Linked DNA regions of Mus musculus: all the other regions are linked to region 1. Evidence: chromatin contacts called from public Hi-C and promoter capture Hi-C data. All regions are on one chromosome and are shown on one strand. Each heading gives the region's core, a stretch centred on a gene start, on an enhancer-like site or on the middle of the called end of the contact. The rest is flanking DNA. Distances are from core to core; before and after follow the strand shown. Region 1 has its middle 7.6 kb from the start of Gm41013. Region 2 holds the start of Atp6ap1l (ATPase, H+ transporting, lysosomal accessory protein 1-like). Region 3 has its middle 65 kb from the start of Atp6ap1l.

Region 1 (3,220 bases), core at 425-2,924:
AAAACTCCAATATTTAATTACCCATACATGTTTCTTAGAAGTGTAGATTGGAAGAAGCAGGGCATTTGTGTCAAGCTGACCAGTGCTATAGCCCTGGTGTGGCGTGTAAATGAACCACTCTGATTTCGAAATCTTTATTTTAAAGAGGTACTGTAAAAATTAAAGATCATACAGAGAAAGTGTCTAGCTATAGGTTCTGGCACTTTAGTATATACAATTATTTTTATTTTTATTTATTTGATGATGTATGAACATGCATGGGTGTGTGCATGCATGGGTGTGTGCATGCATGGGTAGGTGCATGTATAAGATAGGTGTGTGCATGAGTATGTATGCCTCCTCACCTGTGTGTGTATTTTCATGTGTTGTTGGGGTGTGTGCATATGCAAATGAATAAATCTATGTTTGTAGACCTCAGGTCAATCTTGGCTTAAGCCAGTGAACCCAGGAGAGGGGCCCTTCCAGCTTCCCTAGTAGTAGGATTACAAACACATGCTGCCATGCTACATTTTTCAACATGGATGAGAGCTTGAGTTCACTGACTGAAGGATCTTTACAACCTCTAAATAGAATTGTTTTTATAAGTTCAAAATTGCATTTCCCATTAGCTCCATGTCAGAGGAAAGATACAGAGAGCTCACTGTATAGAGTTCTACTCTAGTTCCTCAGCCTGCACGTATATCTTCAGCTGTTCCACTCACAGTGACCCTGCAAATCTTAGAATTCCCTTCTTTAAAAAGGTCTCAAACTGAGTGAAAAAGAGAGATGATTTTTCAATATGGGTACTTTATCCCTAGCAGACTAGAAAAGATACAGTGTCAACATTTGCTAACATTGCCAATATTTTGGAAAAAACATGCTAAGTGTTAATTATGAACAGTTAGAGTACATCTTGATGTACATGTTATAAATTCAGAGAGGGACAAAGTGCACAGGAGAAAGAAAACCGTATGTTGGCAAACTCGGAAACATGGAAACGTTACTCTTTCATGGTTTTCCATGCATTTGAATCTTTGGACAGTTACTCAATTACAGCTTGTTAACTGTAAGCTTCAAAGCAACTCTGCAGCTCAGGTCACCTTAGTCAGGCAATCAGCCAGTCAATGATGTATGAATTCCCAAGAAAGGAAAGGCTCTGAGCTAGAGGCCCATTTTTATTTTCCTCAGTAAGATGCTTGATGCTGAGAGCCTGTCATTCCATCAGGAGGCCCTGCTAATGGCCTTTCCTTTTGAATCCTCTGTTGCTAGAGCTCTGAAGAGGCTTGAGTTGAGTCCCTCCCGTCTGCCAACCAACATCACAGCTCTTCCTGCCTGCACCAGATGAAACCCTTTTAGTCCGGAAGCTTTCCCAGATTAATACCAGACCTTAATCTCATACCACTCCTGGCCCACTGCTTCTCAACTTTATTTTATAAATATGTGTATTGTTTGGGCTGAACTGAACCAAATTGTATTCTCCCCAAATTTGAGGATAGCACTCAATTATAAGATCATAGGGTATTCAAGATCAAAGGGTTTTTTTGAGGTTTAGCTAAATCACCTCATTTTTCAGATTAAGATAAATCAAAACACAAACTCTGTAAAGGAAAAATATCCTCATAGTGTAGATGGCAGTAGAATCTGAGACAGGAAAGAAAACCCGGGGCTAGCATCTGGTTCTGCAAACAGCTAGCTGTGTGGACTCCAGCTGCTCACTTGCCCTCTCTGTGTCTTGGTTTAAATTAGTCTGCAAATTGCAACATTGCAGGCATTCCGCAGAATGAATATAAAAGGCTTGGTAAATTTAAATAAATGCTGCCTGCTATAAAGTCACACCTGACAAAATGCAGACCAGAACCAGAACTCCAAATGCTTGAAGTCAGTGTCTCTTCTTTCACCGCGGATGATTGGGAAGTTACTTAAACTTCTGCATATCTTTAGCATATCCCCAAGTGTGCCAACCCTCTGAGAACAGCCTAAGCATCCTTCAGGGGTGGCTGCCTCCCAGACAGATTAGAATTCTTTTGAGACAGGTATGTAAGAGGGATTTTGTTATTGTTTCATGCCTCAGGAAAAGATTCCATCACTAAAGCTGCAATAAAAATGTTACTTCTATTAAGGGGAAATGATTAACACTCCTTAAGTTAGGCAATAGTTTCCCACCCATTTCTAAATCTGGCCTCACAGGAACTAAGCCACACAGATGGGAAACCAGAAACCAAAATGGGGAAAAAAAAAGAAAAAAAAAAAAAAAAAAAGAAAAGAAAAGAAAAGAAAAGAAAAGAAAAGAAAAAAGAAAAAAAGAAAAAAGAGAAGCAAGAAAAAAGGAAAAAGGAAAGAAATAGAAATAATTGGACATGGTGAATATATGTGGTTGAAATTCTTCATCTGGTTTGTCTCAGCTGGTTGTGGAAGTTATGCAGATTTGAATACAGTTGAAAATCCAAGCAAAATATTATGAATCTGAAGCCAGCAGTATCAAGCTTGAGGAAAACTGAACCAAGGCAAACTCAAGTGTCAGGTATTACATGTCTTTTCTGAGAGTGAAATTCTAGCAGGAAGGTGCATTCAACTTGCAAGAAAGGACTATGCCCTTCTAACTAATTATCACCTTTGTGTTTACATTTCATGAGTCAGTGAGCTGGAATGATTAAAGCACATGTTTAGAGACTCAGACAGGAAGGAGTGAGCCAATGCTGCCAGAGGATGCTAAATGTGCCCATCCTGGCTGCCCCTGTGGAATCCAGTCTTCTCCTGGATTCAAGGTTTTGCTTACACAGCCTGCCAATGGGCCCACCACAGATGTGTGGTGGTTACTTGAAGAGAGTGGTTCCACATGGAAAGTAAATCAGCATATATGAATGACTCACAACATCATTCTCAGCACAGAATCTTTGCCATGCAGGTCAAGGTATCCATGGTGTCTTGTTTGAGACCATAGTAAAAAGACAATTCTCATCAGAACAATATATGAGATAGGACACATGATTTATCTTGCCTGAGTAATGAATAAAAGGAAATGATAGTGGGTGAGATTGAGCAGAATAAAGAAGAATTTTCTATAAGCTTAGGATGAAAAATGAAAACATGCTTGTGTTATGAAGCCTAACCCTACGGAATCTCAGAGGCTGAATCAACAAACAAGTACTTTTAATTTGAATTTTAATAAAGAAGTGATTAACTTGTTAATAATCCACTAGCAAGGGTAGAACATGATGGGATATGACCATAATCTCAGCAG
Region 2 (3,220 bases), core at 432-2,931, 730 kb after region 1:
TCCTCTGTGTGCTCCTCCCCAACCCTCCCTTTAGTCCTCCCCGTTTCCTTTCATGGTCCCTTTTCTAGTTTCACGACCTACACTGCTCGGTACCCCCACACTTATATTAAAATCTAGGATCTGCCTAAGAGAGAGAACAAGCTGTATTTCTATTTCTAAGTCAGAGATGCTACCTAATAGCTCAGTTACACCCATTTTCTTACAAATGTCATCTTTTTCTTTGGGATGAAATAAAATTTTATTGCATATACATATCACATTTTCCATAAGTACTAGTTAGTAACATGTAGATATTATAGCTATCTGGAAGAGTATAGCTGTTTATATAATTTCTAAGATCTATGATGCTCCTGAAACTAAAATTATATATATCTTGCCCTAATAAAAGCAGAATTTGATTTTTTTTAATTTTGACATTTTTTTTGCCATTATAAGAAATACAAAAAAAACACTCATTTCTATGTAAACTGGGTGGAGTATGTTTTATAGACTTGGATAGAGCTCAGTGGTAGAGCACTTGCTTAGCATTCACAAGGCCCTAAATTTTATTGCTCAGTAGCACAAAAGTGCAGGATTCCATGATATTATAAAGCCAGGTGCGTGCTCGTAATCCCAGACCTTGGAACCTGGTAGGAGGTCAGAAGTTCAAGGCCACTGTTGGCTATAGGCAGATTCAAGGTCAGCCTGGGCTTTAAGAGACCTGTCCCAAACAAAACAAGGTAACATTTAACCACCTAAGACTTTTAAGCCATGTCCTATCTAAAAGTAAGCTTCAATGAAAGCACCAATTAATTTAGGGAGAGAAAAGAACAGAGCATTTTTAATGTCCATCCTTAAAGCTGTTATCAGCTGCTGACTTAGGAGTTCTTCATGGAGCTTTGCCAGATCACCCTGCTTGCTGCAGGGCTCTGTGTTCGCACGAATGTCCCCAGTGCATTTGGTGAGATGGCACATCATGAATAATTGGGGAACAAGACATACAGTGGCTGCGGTTGAGATTCTAAATATACTTTTTTAGAGACAAGTGTGTACTCCTTTGTAAGATATAGAAAGAAAACAGACAAGAAAACAAAAACGGTGCTTGTTAATTGCAAGGGTTGTCCTAAACCATCAGCACCTTCTATTAATCAGGGCGACTTAACACCACTTCCTTGGGCTCACAGGTTACGCATCCCTAAGGTCTCCACTCATATAATTATGACAGGAGACACTGTGAACTTAGCCCCTATTTATAAACATAAAAGAAACCGGAACCAGGTCTGATCTGAGAGTCCGTTAAGCAGTGGTATATTTAACACAAATGCAGTGTTTCTTAGTGTTTTGAACAATAGTCCTTGCCTCTTACAATAAAAGTCTAGTATAATAACTACTGTCGTTGGCTGTATGGTATAACCTAGCTTATACATTTTTGAACCATAAACAAATGCAGGAACGTAACTCTATAAAGAAAGAACAGAACATCTAATATCACACTTGCACCGAGGTTCACAAACACATCGCGTTAAAGGATGGGCCGTTACTCACCCTACATTCTTCCTGGCAAGTATCTGATCCAAACTGACTGAAAACACCATACATAAGAACAAAAGTGAGAAACTAAACAAGAGTTTTCTTCCCATCAAGAAGTGTATGCTTCTTCAAGCCAAGCGCATCTGTTAATTTGTAGAGCAAGCAGAGCAGAGGCTGGACTGTTCTTGCCAAGTGACTGACAGCACTTTCAGCCAATACAAAAATAGCTTTCCCAGGATGCACTATTGGGGAAGGTGGGGGGGGGGGGGGGTAGGAAGGAAAGCGAGACCTGACAATGGCTCCATCTGAAGCACAGAGTTTTAACGCAGCATTTAGCTTTTCAATTATTCATTGCATTAAAACACTAGGGAGCGGGTTTTAGAGAAAAATGCATAGCTAGTGAGCCCTTTACGGGAAGTTACCCTATTGGGTGACTGCTGCACACACTTAACTAAGGTTCTCACAATGATTGCCTTTCTCTCTCAAATCGACAAAGTATGTATTTTTCCAGACATTTTTAAGGCAAACTAGTTGGTAAAACAGTCTCTAGAACTTACCTCTGTTTCTACACGTGTCCTAGGTCACAGTTCCCTGTTGAATGTGAACTTTCCATCTACCTGAGAGGGCTTCAGAGAGATACTGAGGACCTCTAGCTCTGGAGTTAGGAGCAGCTAAAGTCATGCCCGGTGGGATGGCTTTGAGAGTGTTCTACCGTAACAGCCAGGGAAGTTCTCCCTACTGTGAAAGTTTTCTGTAGAATCAGGGACAGGGTTGCTTTAAAGAATTGTCTCAGAGGGAGGAGGTATGCGCACAGGACAACGACGCGTGTGCTGGAAGATATCAGAACAACGTCCAGTATTTTCTATGCTGTTACATGCTGGGTAAAAAGGATTCTGGTGAAGATGAGATGGCAAAAAACACACATAATAAAATCCTATAACACTGAGAGTCTTTCAAAACGAAACATAGGCATTTTTGTTGCTTCAGAACTTGATACTTCGAGTGGAAAAGTACTAGTGACAGAGGCTATCTTTAATTTTTTAAATTATTATGTTATGGGTATGAGTGTCTTACCCGCATATACGTCTGTGCAGCGCATGTGTACAGTGCCTTCAGAAGGCAGAAGAGGTCCTTGGATCCCTTGAAACATGAGTTACAGATGGTTTGTAGCTACCATGTGGGTGCTGGGAATCCAACCTGGGTCCTCTGGAAGAGCAGGCAGAGCTGTTAACCACCGAGCCATCTCTGCAGCCTGAGAAGGGCTGTTTTTAATTGAATTTGGGGGGAGGTAATGGATTTTTAGGGAAGCTAGGGACTTGTTGGTGACATTCTTCTCTTCATTGTGTGCTGTCTCCTCCTCACGTGGCACCAGGCACCCCTCCAGAAAACTACAAAAGGGAAATGAAGCATAATAAATGGGGAAAATGAAAAAATACAGAAACAAAGGGGAAGGGTTGTGATAATAACTTAATAATATGCTGGGTGAGCTGGCACACATCTATTTTCCAGCACTAGAGAGCTGAAAACAAGAAGACCACAAGTTCAACTTCATCCTTGGCCACATAGTTAGTTCAAGGTCAACCTGGACCACTTGAGATGCTGTCATCATCATCGTTGTCGTCATCATCTCTGTGGGACTGTGATAGACAGCCTATTTTGGTTGAATGGGTCTTGCTCCAGTGACCCCGTAGAGAATTCTACAAGAGACAGA
Region 3 (3,220 bases), core at 364-2,863, 670 kb after region 1:
ACTGAGAAAAAGAACTTCATTTCTCCCGTACTTCTTCCTCTGACATTTTCAAACTGCTTTAACCTAAGATCCAGGTCCTGTTTCCTGCCTGTCTTTGTATCCATGGATCCGTCGTGGAAAGTACAAAGTGGGAGAATTATAATGAATGTTTGGATGATGGATAAGGGCAGGAAAAATAAATGTGCATCAGGAAACAGCACACAGAATTCTTTCGATAAAACTGAAACGTAATCAAAGCAAACCTTTCACACAGCTAATTGCTTGGGCATTAAGAGGGGATTTCATTGTTTCCTGGACTTCAGTGATTTGCTACAGGTAACTAAGAGTAGTCAAAACAATAGATTGTTGAACAATAGATTGTGCACTTATCAGCGTTAACACTATCAAAAATGTCAGGCATGCCCAAAATACATTCACATTAAGTACTCCAGAGGTGTCAGTACCAATGTCCCAGCAAAGTCATTGTCTGGAAAGGGAGGGCTTGACAATACTGAGGGCAGGTGGGGCTTTTGTTTTGTTTCTTTTCTCCCTTGGGTTTTTGTTTCTTTGTTTCTTTGTTTCTTTGTTTGTTTGTTTGTTCCCCTCAAAGCTGGCTCTAATACCCACAGCACTTCCTAAGGGCGTGATGAGGAACACAGAGGTGAGACCTCCAGATTGCTGCAGAGCAGATGCGCTTGGCCTCATGCCCCTGTGCTGCCTCCTCCTTGTCTCCCACTAACCCCAGGACATCATTTATACTAGGATAAAAATGGATATGTATGGGCTGGAGAGATGGCTCAGCAGTTAAGAGCACTGACTGCTCTTCCGAAGGTCCTGTGTTCAAATCCCAGCAAACCACATGGTGGCTCACAATCACCCATAATGAGATCTGATGCCCTCTTCTGGTGTGTCTGAAGACAGCTACAGTGTACTTATTTATAATAATAAATAAATCTTTTTTTTTAAATGGATATGTATGCCAAGTGGTGCTTGGTGTTACTATTCAGGAGGCTGAGGCAGGGGGACTACAAATGCAAGGCCTACCCCAGCTACAGAGGTGGTTCAAAGCCAGCCTGAACAACATATTAAAAAAAAAAAAAAAAAAAAAAAACTGGCTCAAAATAAAATGTTTGGAAAGGAGCTGGGAATGTAGTTCAATTGCTTGCCCAACATCCTAGGTTAATAGTGTACGTTAACATCAGTTCACACACACATATACATATCACACACACACACACACACACACAGAGGAGAGAGAGAGCCTAAATGAATATTACATAAAAAGTTGTTTGTTTGTTTGTTTGTTTTAGTATAGCAATGTTGTTATTATTCTACAAAATATTGGAATTCTTTCTCCCCACCCAACCCCTGTTCCTCCAGGTATATGTATTCATATGCACGCATGTGCTCAAGTGTAGATGATATGTGTATCTCAGGACAACCTTGAGTGTCAGCCTTACCGTCTACCTTGTTTATGATGCGGTCTGTTTGATACTCAGCACTATAGATGACAAGGTAGCTGGACCCACCACCACCCACCCACCCCAAGTTGCCAGGTACTCTCCAAGTATTCTTCAGTCTCTATATCCCGTGTTGCCATAGGAGTACTGGGTTACAGATGGGAGCGTCTATATCCAACTCTACACGGGTTCTGGGAACCCGGACTCGGGGCCTCTCGGTTTTGTAGCAAGCTCTTAACCTACTGAGCCATTTTTTCAGCCAACAGCGAAATTTCTACTCTCAACTCAGCCAGGGACATCTTTTTAAAAACTTACGAAGCCAGTTTCACAGTGTGTAGGTAACTGCGTGCTGTGATAGCTATAGCCATGTTTTAATCTTTGAAACTTAAGACTTTGGCCTTTACTCTTCTGTGACTGTGGGACTGTTCATGTTTAGAAAAATAAGCATTTCCTGCACGGTTGAAACGGGTTATCTAGCCAGCTTCAGACACTGATCAGTGGTTCTCTAGCGACCTCTAGTGATATAATGGGGAACATATTCTGTCAACAGGGAAGTGAAGGGATGTTTGCTGGGTCAATGTGAAGAAGCCCTATAACCTAGGGATTAAGGAACGGTTATAACTTTGAATAAGGGAAAATTTAAGTCTTTCCCTTCTCCGATATTTTGTGCCCTCTCCTCTATCTTCTTTGTCTTGTCTCAATCATGTTTATCTTAAGTACCCTTGAGGGCTCTAGGCCATACTGAGTCCTTGCCTACCCCCATTGCTTTACGGAGCCTAATTGTAGACAAAGCCTTCTTACCCTCAAACAAGACACATTTCTCCAGTGACATCCTGCATCTGGTTTCACAGCAGCATTCCCTCTATTGTTAGTTCCTCGATTCTAAAGTCTTTGTATATCCATTCCAAACCCAAGCAAGGACACGCTGCTACTGTCTTCGTTTTGTCACAGTAACCGCGGGGTACAGTATTTCTTCAGAGGAATTAAGATTGGTTGCTTCCAGTGTTAAATTGTAAGAGCTGGATTCTACCTATTGTTCAGTTTTGGGTTTTTGCTAGTTTGGGGGTGATTTCTCTTTTTCTGAGTTTTTGTATTGTTTTGGTTTGTTGTGGTTTGGTTTGGTTTCTTTTGGTTTGGTTTGGTTTGGTTTGGTTTGGTTTGGTTTGGTTTGGTTTGGTTTGGTTTGGTTTGGCTTGGCTTGGCTTGGTTTGGTTTGGTTTGGTTTGGTTTGGTTTGGTTTGGTTTGGTTGGGCGGGCTTGTGGCAGCAATAGGTAAGATGGGGTGTTCATCATGAACTTCCGGAAGCAGAAAGATCCAGGTTTTCAGTGCATATTAAAAGATGTAGAATCAACAAAGATAAAGGATATCAAACTCTCCACGAAGTTGAGCGATGATCTTTCCCAAGAGAGGAACTTAACCCATAGCTCTGCTCTGCAGACAGTGGATCAGTCAACTCCAACCTGGGTCCTTATGGTATATTGTTGGGTTATAATTTTTATTTCCTCTCACAATGTCCTCACACAACTACTGAACATATATCACATAGGTCTTGTAAATGCCAGGTAGGCAATCCACCACTGAACCACAGCTCCAGTCTACATCTCTTGCTCATTTTTGTACCCTCCTGCCCTGCACGTAGACCCTCTGTTCTCACCTGTGCAGACCAGAGATCCATGTAATAGTTAACTACATGCTCACCAACAGATACTAGAGGAAATCACCCCAAGTTGATCTTCATATATAATGTACACACATTGCAATGTCTCACTGTCCCTCACAA

What was found. Promoter capture Hi-C pulls out the DNA fragments that hold promoters and counts their contacts. Hi-C and Micro-C count contacts between places; a contact is called where the count stands out from the background.
Region 2: a contact with region 1 is called in a promoter capture Hi-C map of stem cell-derived epiblast-like cells, with 4 times the contacts expected there. The contact joins the promoter of Atp6ap1l here to the enhancer-like site in region 1. A contact is called at or near these places in 9 of 39 promoter capture datasets (cranial neural crest, embryonic stem cells, hippocampal neurons and 3 more).
Region 3: a Hi-C map of nephron progenitors shows a contact between it and region 1, with 3 times the contacts expected there. The contact joins two enhancer-like sites. A contact is called at or near these places in 5 of 484 Hi-C or Micro-C datasets (cortical neurons, cranial neural crest, embryonic stem cells and 1 more).

The regions. Positions count from the first base shown.
Region 1 is chr13:90,168,932-90,172,151 of GRCm38.p6, forward strand. No RefSeq gene overlaps it. Among named protein-coding and RNA genes, the nearest start is that of Gm41013, 7.6 kb to the left of the region's middle. Within about 2 kb of position 1,675, at least 15 of the 459 cell types and tissues checked have an H3K27ac peak or open chromatin away from gene starts, as enhancers often do. A contact at or near this core is called in stem cell-derived epiblast-like cells, where this site is marked.
Region 2 is chr13:90,903,674-90,906,893 of GRCm38.p6, forward strand. It overlaps Atp6ap1l (ATPase, H+ transporting, lysosomal accessory protein 1-like), which reads right to left and starts at 1,682. Exons shown (of 7, transcript NM_001145879.1): 1 at 1,525-1,682. The coding sequence starts at 1,619.
Region 3 is chr13:90,839,183-90,842,402 of GRCm38.p6, forward strand. No RefSeq gene overlaps it. Among named protein-coding and RNA genes, the nearest start is that of Atp6ap1l, 65 kb to the right of the region's middle. Within about 2 kb of position 1,614, at least 25 of the 459 cell types and tissues checked have an H3K27ac peak or open chromatin away from gene starts, as enhancers often do.